Linked DNA regions of Macaca mulatta: region 1 is linked to region 2. Evidence: chromatin contacts called from public Hi-C data. All regions are on one chromosome and are shown on one strand. The core of a region is the stretch at or near the end of the contact, and the rest is flanking DNA. Distances in the headings are between cores, read along the strand shown.

Region 1 (5,300 bases), core at 750-3,249, 62 kb before region 2:
GAAATCCCGTCTCTACTAAAAATACAAAAAATTAGCCGGGGCATGGTGGCATGAGCCTGTAGTCCCAGCTACTCGGGAGGCTGAGGTAGGAGAATCACTTTAACCCGGGAGGCGGAGGTTGCAGTGAGCAGAGATCACGCTACTGCACTCCTGCCTGGGCGACAGAGCGAGACTCCGTCTCAAAAAACAAAAAATCTGGAAAGGCCAAAAACTTTTTTTCAAAATTTAATATTTTTTCTCAAAAAAAATTGAGATAGAATATACACTTATACATATAAACGCTATGGTTAAGCAAGAAAAACTCATCAGTTCCCTAGAATTATGAAAAGGCTCAGTCCTTTGCCTGGGATGTCCCCTTGCTTCGGTAGAAATCATGCTCTCAAACTGCAATTTAAAACATAAATGTGTAGATAACCACATCATTTAAAAAACCCAAGTCCGTTTAGTCTATAGGCTTCCTTATCAGAACCTAAGGACTGGATTCCACTGCTTTCCTCCAGATGAAGGAAAACGCTTGCCCCAGACGGTGCCAAGACACTGAGCAAACCAACTCCTCCACTCCCATCTAGGGGAGGGGAGTCACCTATTTGGACTAACAGGGTCTATGGCAATGCACACTCCTTCCCTACAGGTAAGAGGTCCTTAGCTGGGTGTACTGCTCTCTTGGACTTGGACGTCAACAGCGGTGAACCTTGGAGCTCAGCCTTTGCAAACAAGGCTGGTGGACAGGGAGGGCTGGCTGACCTTCCCTGACAACCACGCCACCAGAGGGGGGGATTTATAGGACAGATCGCACAGGGTAATGACGTTGACAGTCAATTCAGCATCCAATAAATTTCACCTCAAGTATCTGGACCCCAAATGTGGGCCACATAGCTTCCCTCCCCACCACCTATCCTCAGCGTAAGAAGCAGCCCCTGTGAAGGAGAGGCTGTAACCCCGTTCTGCCTCAAACTCAATGGACGGCTTTGGAGAAGTCAACTCTTGGCTTTTTACACAGAAAGGACGTGGGTGTGGCAATCTGATGGAGGTGGGGGTACGGGGAAAAGACTTGTTCTGAAGCTGCGTTTACACGGGAAGCATGGAGATTTCATCTAGAGTTTATGTTCATCCGGAGGAGGGGCTCAAGATGGAAGTGGAAAGCCCTCCAAGCCAGCCCTTGGCACTGCCACTGTCCCTTCTGGTCCTGGACCTCAGTTTCCTCATGTGTAAGACACTGAGCTGGACAGCAGTTCTGAAGTTTGGAGATTGCGGGAGAATCAGGAGAGGAAGGCCACCGGCCCACCCCGCACCCTCAAGCTCGGGTGTCTTCACAGGGACTCAGGCGGGACACGGTGCGGGGACGCTGCCCGGGACCCTAACGGCCCTGGCGCCCTCGGAGGACAGACGGCTGCACCCCGGAGCGGAGGGCGGAAGGAAGCGCTTGGGCGCGCGGCCCCGGGCGGCGGGGGCTACTCACGGGTCCCCGCGGTCGGGCCCACGGCCGCGGCAGTGGATGGGGTTGAGCTCGTCCTGAGGGAAGGCGTGCGCCATGTAGTTGTCGTAGCCAAAAACGAACATCCCCCGTGCCAGGTCGCGCATCTGGGCACGCAGCTGCGGAGGGAAGGCGCCGCTGTAGCGCTTCTCGTACTCGTCCGGGCCGCGGTCCCGGCCGCCCAGCACGTAGCCCCAGTGGGCTGGGCCGCACACCCCCGGCTCAGGACGCCGCGGAACCTTGCGCGGGCTCTGCGTCGCCGCGGTCCCCGGCGGCTGCAGCCACGACGGTCCAGATAGCCCCCCAGGCCGGCCCACGGGCCCCGAGGCGGGCGACGCGGGGCCGTCGGGGCTCCTCAGACGCTGGAAGCCGAAGCTGAGCGGAAAGCGCTGGTAGAAGCCCATGCTGGGCCCCAGCCCGAAGACGAGCCACAATACTCCATGGAGGCCAAGCCGGAGGAGCACCAGCCCCAGGACAAGCGCTCGCCATTGCATGGTCGCGCGGGCGCGGCGGGCATTATTTTAAAGCGCGGGGGCCTCCCCGCCGACCACCGCACCCCGCGCTCGCCCCGTAGCCCGGCTCACTTCCCCTTTAAGGAACTCCCCCGTGACGCACCAGGAACTAGCCCATTGTCCCCAACCCCCAGGCTCTCGGGCGGGCCCGCCAGGCCCAGCATTCGCTCGCCCGGTGGCCCGGGATTGGCCCGGCCAGGGCCCGGCCTCGCGGGGCGCGGCCCAGGACTCCCTCCCACGCCGTAGGCCGCCGGGACGTCCGCGACGCCCCGAGGCCCCGCCCCTCACCCGGGCCCCGCCCCGTCCCTCCAAGCTCCGCCCCCCTGGGCGGTCGGTAGCCCGACGGGCTGGCGTGGCGAGCAGGAGCCGCGCCGGCCCAGGCGAGGGAACTTCCAGCCAATGGGAGAGCGGCACGGCAGCGCCCGCCGGACGCTAGACACAGACGTGGCCCTAGGCCGCCTGGCCTTGGGTAGATCGGGTCTCTCTCTGGGCAGAGCGTGTGTCCGGCAGAGCTGGGACCGGAACAAAACCACTCTAGGTCTAGGTTAGGAGTGATGACAGTTAAAAGATACATACTGAAAAGAAGGAAAGGATCATTTCTGTATAAAAGGAACTATTTTTGCATATCTAGGGCAGAAGTTTTATAACTTAGGTGTCTGTTTATGGAGGGGGTGGGATACTACCTTTTAGCTCAAGGAGTGCACAAAACAGTTAACTGCAGGCCACATAAAGATCATAAATCTTTTGATTTAAACACCCAATTTTTAAGAATCGCTCTTGATGCTTGTAAAACGCATATCCCCAGATCCCTCCCTAGACCTATCCAACTCCAGTGTCTCGGGAATGTGCGTATAGGTACTCTTGGGCAGTTCCTAGAAACCGGCAGTTTCAGGAAATACTAAATTATGTTATATTGCTTTTGTCTCGGCAATAGGATTTTTTTAAAAGGGGGGTGCGGGTTGGGGGTGGGAATCAAGGCTCCCACCACCACCAAATTATTAACCAGATGTATCTAAATATGTCTTCTCTTGTCCCTCCCATCCCACCATCTCTCCTGTGCACCCGCAATTAACGACCTAACTTTTGAGGTGTGGGGTAGATTCCCAGTTAAATCACTTTACTCCTCTATATCTACTTCCTATAATTAAGAATGTTGCAAATGTTAGCTCTAAAGGGCTATGGCTTTCACATAAAGATTCAACGGTTTAGACGTTTTATTTATTTTGCTTGCTGCACTTGGAGTTGGCTGTAAGGTTTGCTCTAAGTTTAGACCCTATGCCTGTTTCATCAAGGTTTCTGAAAAGCTTGGGAAGCAAGACCTGACTAGACCCCCAAATCAGATATTGGCTGAATGGCCGACCAAGGGAGTGCATAAGAAGGTAAGTTGTCATGTGGCACTCTCAGCACATTTTCAGGGTAGAGGACTTTTTGAAATACAGAGCAGGTGTAAGGGGGAACTAAGAAAACACTTGATTACAGCACATGGTAGCTGGCACATAGGAAGGTCCTTACTATTGGCTGAGCCTTGTTCTTTCCCAACATTGAGACATCGAGAGCAGCCCAAGCAGCAAAAAGATTATGAAGACAACTTGCGTCAGGATCTTTAGACTACATAACTTCTGCTTTTTCCCCTCAGTGAAGGATGCCTGGGGACTGTGCTGGCAGCCGAGCTCCAGCCCTTGATCCTGAACTTCTGCCTTCCCGGAACTTGCAAACTGAATGTGAATATTCAGTTGCATGTTGTATGTTTCCTTCCAGGGCTACTTTATTGCAGATTTTAACTTAAACTTAATCTGGTTAACTGCAGGCCACACTGAGGACAGCTCCTGTCTTGATGTTAGAGAAAAACTCTTATAAAAATAAATATTTTAATAACCAGAGAAAACCATCCAACTCCTGAAAGATGCTTTTCATGGTAAACCTGATGGTTTTCAAAACACTTTGACATGTGTGCTCATTTAATCTTCATAGAAAACATTCTAAGGCTTATTCCACAAGCCATAACGGAAGAAATCAGGTTGGGGGCTCAATTCTCAGAGCCTGTTGACTCTAGGCAGAAAGAGAGTTACTACACTTTAGGGCAATTTGCACTTCAAATAGCTGGCCCTTGAGCAGACAGGTCCCTCGGCTCTTTCCAAGCCATCCAAAGGCAACAGTTTTGACATCAGTGCCCTGCAAGGCATAGCCTAGGCATTAGGATCTAGGTTCAGAAAGTGTTTCCTTCTGGAATGAAACTGAAATGAAAGAAATGGGTTATTTTGTGCTAGTCCTTTCGATTAGGACTCCCCTTAAGGTAAATACAACTGATATTGGGACAACACCCATACCTAATCAGAAAACTCCACCTTAAAAATCAACTCTTTAAGATACAGTTTGATTTGTGACAGGTTTTCCAGCAATCTCACAAGAGCATCAGGGACTGATAAGGAGGCACTTTTTCCTTTACTCTGGGGAATGCCAAAGAGATGACGACTAAGAACTCACATTCAGAAGTCAGGTGTTCAAATAGTAGCTCTGCCCTAAGAGTGACCTTGGGAAGTTACTTTTCTGGACTTGTTTCCTCATCCATAAAATGGGTGAGTGATGAGGACAATGTTTATCACAGTTGTGAATTACATCATACACGTGTGTGTGTGTGTGTGTATAGTACTTACACCGTGTTATACAGTGAGCCCTATTGTTAATACTTTTCAACTCTGAACCTTTTAAAACTAGCACCTGGCTGGGCACGGTGGCTCACGCCTGTAATCACAGAACTTTGGGAGACCAAGTTAGATCACTTAAGGTCAGGAGTTTGAGACCAGCCTTGCTACAATGATGAAACCCCATCTCTACTAAAAATAAAACAATTAGCCAGGTGTAGTGGTAGGCGCCTGTAATCCCAGATACTCAGGAGGCTGAGGCACGAGAATCACTTGAACCCAGGAGGCAGAGGCTGCAGTGAGCTCAGATAGCACCACCACACTCCATCCTGGGCAACAGAGTAAGACTGCATCTCAAAAAAAAAAAAAAAAAAAAAAGATATTTCAAAAGCAGGGGTTTTGCAAAGCTGATGGCCTTAAAAAAAAAAAAAAGTGTATAATTATAGTTCAAACTTATTTGATGGGCAGAAATCCAAGTTTGTCAACATGCTCTGTGAACAAAATACAGGGTACTCCAGAGGCTGAGGCAGGAAGATCCCTTGAGCCAGTAGCTTGAAGTTGCGTTTGCTATGATCATGGCTGTAAATAGGCAATGCAATTAATTACCTGGGTAAACAGTGAGACTTCATCTCTTTTTTAAAAAGGCACAGGGGACAGGGATTGGTAAAAACA
Region 2 (5,217 bases), core at 1,505-4,004:
AGCAAGAAGTTCCTCAAAGATTTGCTCAACTTTTCAGACTTCCCATGCATAACGACCTAACTGCAACAAATACAACTGGCTGTATTAATACACCTATCTACATGATACATTAATTCAATGTTGTCAAAAGAACAAGATTTACAAGATGACTCCAATTCTCAGCTCAAGGGGACATGAGAAAATTTAGTTAACTGAGCTCAACTTCACTCAAGCTTACGCCTCATCTTTTCCACATTATATAAAAGTTCTAGCAGGATGTGATGCTTCAAGCCTATAATCCCAGTACGCTGGAAGGCCAAGGCAGGAAGACTGCTTGAGGCCAGCAGTTCAAGACCAGCCCTGGCAACATAGCAAGAGCCCATCTCTATAAAAAAAAATTAAAAAATAAATAAATAAATAAATAGCCAGCCACGGTAGTGGCACGTGCCTGTAGTCCCAGCTACTTGGGAGGCTGAGGCAGGGAGGATCACATGAGCCCAGGAGTTGGAGGCTGCAGTGAGCTACGACTGCACCACTGCACTCCAGTCTGGGCGAAGATCCTGTCTTCAAAAAAAAAAAAAAGAAAAGAAAAAAATTCTAATATAAAATATGTAAATTCTAATATAAATATGTAAGTTCATTTTTCCTCATTAATTTTAGTGGTATTAGGCCAGGAACAGTGGCTCATGCCTGTAATCCCAGCACTTTAGGAGGCCAAGGCAGGAGGCTCGATTGAGCCCAGGAGCTCAAGGCTGGCCTGGGCAACATAGGAAGATCTTGTCTCTACCAGAAAAAAAAAAAAAAAAAAAAAAAAAAATTAGTGGTTTTAGATACACATTCCACCCTTCTATTCCTGTGGAAGCTCAAAAAATCATAATATTACAATAGGCGGCCAGGCACGGTGGCTCACGCCTGTAATCCCAGCAATTTAAGAGTCCAAGTCGGGTGGATCACATGAGGTCAGGAGTTTGAGACCAGTCTGAGCAACACAGCAAAACCCGTCTCTACTAAAAGTAATTAGCCGGCCGTGGTGGAGGACGTCTGTAATCCCAGCTACTCAGGAGGTGGAGGCAGGAAAATCGCTTGAACGTGGGAGGTGGAGGTTGCAGTGAGCTGAGATCTCGCCACTGCACTCCAGCCTGGGGGACAATGCGAAACTCCGTCTCAAAAAAAAAAAAAAGTAATAATAATAATATTAGAAAAGGATCCGAACAACAAGCAGGTCAAGCTTCCTTATACACACCATTCTTCAAAGGACGTTGGGGTTTCTGCTAATCTCTTTTTCTCCAAGACTTACTCCTGTTGCTTTATTACTGCAAGGACTAAGAATCACAAGTTACCTATTTTCTCAAACATGAAAGCTGTGTTTGAATTATTCTTGTGTAACCTAACCAGTCGGACAGCTAGTCTTCAGGATTTCAACAGTCATTGAAAAGGTGGAAGAACTGCTGCCATCTCTCTTCAGAACAGTTCTAAAACTCCCCTGGCGTGTACAAGCCACTACCAGCTAAAACTGAGTCACAGCAACTCCTGGGCTCTAAATAAAGATCAAGGAGAAATTTTTCGCTCCTATTTCTTTCCCAACCAACCAAACAAGCAAAACGAAATAATCATCTTTTTACTCAATCATTGATGAACAAACACCACATTCTATGTAAGTCCTCCCTGCAATTTTCCTTCCACCCATTCCCTGCGCCTGCTAAGCTGTGTACCTGCCCAGTACCTTCTTTTCTCTTCAAGTGAAAAACACCATTGAAAGACCAACCCCTTTTTCGCAGGGTAGTTAACTTTATGCTGACTGCAGATCCATCTTATCTACTCTCTTAAAACAATTAACTTTTAGCTTCATAAATACTATGTATTGTGGGCTAGCTGGAGCTCAGCAATCAGCTTGGCCTCCGCGCCTGGGTGACGGGTGAAAACAAGTAACTAAATTAGATGGGGCGAGCTGCCCACAAAATTCAGGAAGGCGCCCACACTGGTCTCCTGCTTTCACAATGGGGCTATTGGTCCAAAGTGGCAACTTAAGAGAGGATCTTAATGCTTACGCTTTCTCATAGGGCTGACGGATTTGCCAAATCCCACCCTTTGGGAAAGTGACAAACTGGACTTAACTCTTTGGCTGCCCCTACTGGGCAAACCCAATGGAAACCCCAATCCCCAAGTGCTTTAAAAAATGTGACAAGCCCAATTTAACTCTTTCCGAGCCCCCGCGGCGTTGAGGACACAGCCCTTGGAAAATGTCTACATAGACTTAACCCTTCCGCTGCCGATCTCAGTGCTACTCCCCGCGCCGCCAACACGCGGGAAATTCCAAATTCTGGCCCTCGGGAGGCGACAGGCCCAGCTTCGCACGCCCCCCCCCCCCCCGCCATCAGTCCCATCGCGCCGAGGGCCTTCTAGACTCAGGCCTTCTAGAGGCGCCGGGCCGGACTCCGGGCTGCGGAGCCCCGGGCGAGAGAGTGGGCGGGCACTCACCGCGATGACATTGACGAAGGTGGTCTTGCCCGAGTACTGCAGCCCCACGAGCGTCAGCTCCATCTCCTCCTTCCAGAAGAGCGAACGGAACCAGTCCAGCAGGCGGGAGATGAGCGCCAGCATGATGGCGGCCGGGATCGAGGACGGACGGGAGGACGGACGAGCAGCGACGTCGACGACTTCCACACGAGCGGGCCTCCGCCCAGACCCCCCAACGGCTCCTCGGTGCCCCGGCGCGACACGGGCGCACACCGGCGGGCAGCAGCGGCCAGAGCCAGGAAGCTAAGCGGGTCATATGACTCGCCCTACCCCCCCACGCCCTTCCCGGCGCCGCCGTCTGCACCCACGGCAAGAGCGGCGCGGCCCGTCTGACCAGGCCCCCCCGCCGCTTGCAGCGCCACCTGGTGGGCATGCCCCGCAGCACAGCGTACCCGCGGGCCCCCTTGAGGCTTTCTCTCCATTCATTCACTGTTGGTTCTTTCGTCATTCATCCACTTATTCATTCGTTAATTCATTCATTCATTTTTTTTCTATAATCGTTCATCAGCAATCTACTCTGCAGGAAGACTTGAAGACTCTGGAAGAGTTAGCGTGGAATAAAACTTCCTGTCCTACATTTTTGGTAGTAGCAAAAATAGTGTTAACTTAAAAATCACACAGTTTATAAATTTAGAAAGGAGAGCTTTATTTCTTAAGAAGAGGATTATAACCTGTAGGCAGGAAGTGCAGCCTCAGGCTAAAAAAAAAAAAAAGTAAGCACTTTGAGAGAGGGAACGGTGCAACAAGAATTTATATTGAAGGGTTGGCCAAGTAAACATATTTCACTTATGAAAGGAGCTATTAATATGTATGAAGGTGGTGGTCTTGACACTTACATAGTGAACAAATCTGTATGGTTCATATGACCTTGTTCATTTAAGGGTGGCGACTTAATATTTAAATGTATTATAATCAGGCAGGGTGTGGTGGCTCATGCCTGTAATCCCAGCACTTTGGGAGGCCAAGGCGGGCAGATCACCTGAGGTCAGGAGTTTGAGACCAGCCTGACCAACATGGTGAAGCCCCATCTCTACTAAAAATACAAAATTAGCCGAACGTGGTGGTATGCACCTGTAGTCTCAGCTGCTTGGGAAGCTGAGGTGGGAGAATTGTGTGAACCCAGAAGGCGAAGGTTGCAGTGAGCCGAGATCATGCCACTGCACTTCAGCCTGGGTGACAGAGTGAGACCCTGTCTCAAAAAAAAAAATTAATAAATAAATAAAGTAAATGTATTATAATCAGGCCCTCCAAACAGAAAGTGAATCAGGGACCAGAAAGGCATTCAACTGCTTGGCCTCTGTAAAACCAGCCAGAACTGAGCTGGGCGTGGTGGCTCACAGCCTGTAATCCCAACACTTTGGGAGGCTGAGGCAGGTGGATCACGAGGTCAGGAATTTGAGACCAGCCTGGCCAACATGGTGAAACCCTGTCTCTACTAAAGATACAAAAAATTAGCCCAGGCCAGGTGCAGTGGCTCATGCCTGTAATCCCAACACATTGGGAGGCCAAGGCGGGCAGGTCACCTCAGGTCAGGAGTTCAAGACCAGCCTGACCAACATGGTGAAACCCCGTCTCTACTAAAAATACAAAAATTAGCCAGACATGGTGGCATGCGCCTGTAATCCCAGCTATGCCGGAGACTGAGGCAGGAGAATCGCTTGAATCCGGGAGGCGGAGGTTGCAGTGACCGAGATCATGCCCCAGCCATCCTGGGTGACAGGGCAAGACTCCATCTCAAAAAAAAACAAAAAAAAAAAACAAAACAAAAAGCCAGCCAGAACCAATGCATGGATGCATAGTAAGCTGTCTCTTAACAGGAGAAAGTTACAGAAGTCAGTCGCTTGTCTAATCAAAGCCACAGTTAGGCTTGAGGAACAGATCAATTAGCCTGCATCTGGAAGAGAGTTGTAACTGTTTTAATTGTGTTTATTTCCAGGCCAGTGCTGGTTTAGCTGGTAGAGAAAAAGAAAAACCTTGCAGTTAGTCATTTAACCCTTGCCTAGTATGGCCTTAGGTCCTGTTTATAATTTGCTATCTAATTGTCACAGAGTCCATTCTGTCAGTCTTATGATCTCTATTTTAACGTTAATGTTGGTCATTTGTTGTTTCTAAACCACATAAAGGAGGAGGTATAACCAGGTGTGACTGACTTCCCATCTTGTCGAGGGAAGGAACTCAGTTTCTAAGATTTTCCTAGGATCTCTTTGTCCAGGAAGGGTCTGTGTAGTCACTTGAGGGAGCTCAGTTTTCTTGTTTATTTGATTTCGAGACAGAGTTAAGCACAGTTGCCCAGGTTGGAGTGCAATGGCAGATCATAGCTCATTGCAGCCTTGAATTCTTAGGCTCAAGTGATCCTCCTGCTTCAGTCTCTCAAAGTGTTGGGATTACAGGCTTGAGCCACCATGCCCACACCCAGCCCAGGAATTTTTTTTTTTTTTTTCTTTTGAGATGAGTCTCCCTCTGTTGCCAGGCTGGAGTGCAGTGGCGCAATCTCAGCTCACTGCAACCTCAGGCTCCTGGGTTCAAGCAATTCTCCTCCCTCAGCCTCCCGAGTAGCTGGGACTACAGGCGCGCCACCAAGCCAGGCTAATTTTTGTATTTTTAGTAGAGATGGGGTTTCACCATGTTGGCCAGGATGGTCTCAATCTCTCGACCTCATGATCCACCCACCTTAGCCTCCCAAAGTACTGGGATTACAGGCGTGACCCACCAGGCCCAGCC

The links. A called contact is a pair of places that touch in the nucleus more often than the background predicts.
Region 1: a Hi-C map of blood shows a contact between it and region 2, with 3 times the contacts expected there. The contact joins the promoter of EDEM1 here to the promoter of ARL8B in region 2. A contact is called at or near these places in 6 of 14 Hi-C or Micro-C datasets (CD4 T cells, blood, cortical neurons and 3 more).

The regions. Positions count from the first base shown.
Region 1 is chr2:143,918,938-143,924,237 of T2T-MMU8v2.0, reverse strand. EDEM1 (ER degradation enhancing alpha-mannosidase like protein 1) reads right to left here and starts at 1,999. Exons shown (of 12, transcript NM_001265750.1): 1 at 1,460-1,999. The coding sequence starts at 1,968.
Region 2 is chr2:143,858,259-143,863,475 of T2T-MMU8v2.0, reverse strand. ARL8B (ADP ribosylation factor like GTPase 8B) reads right to left here and starts at 2,754. Exons shown (of 8, transcript XM_002808319.4): 1 at 2,636-2,754; 2 at 2,458-2,634. The coding sequence starts at 2,752.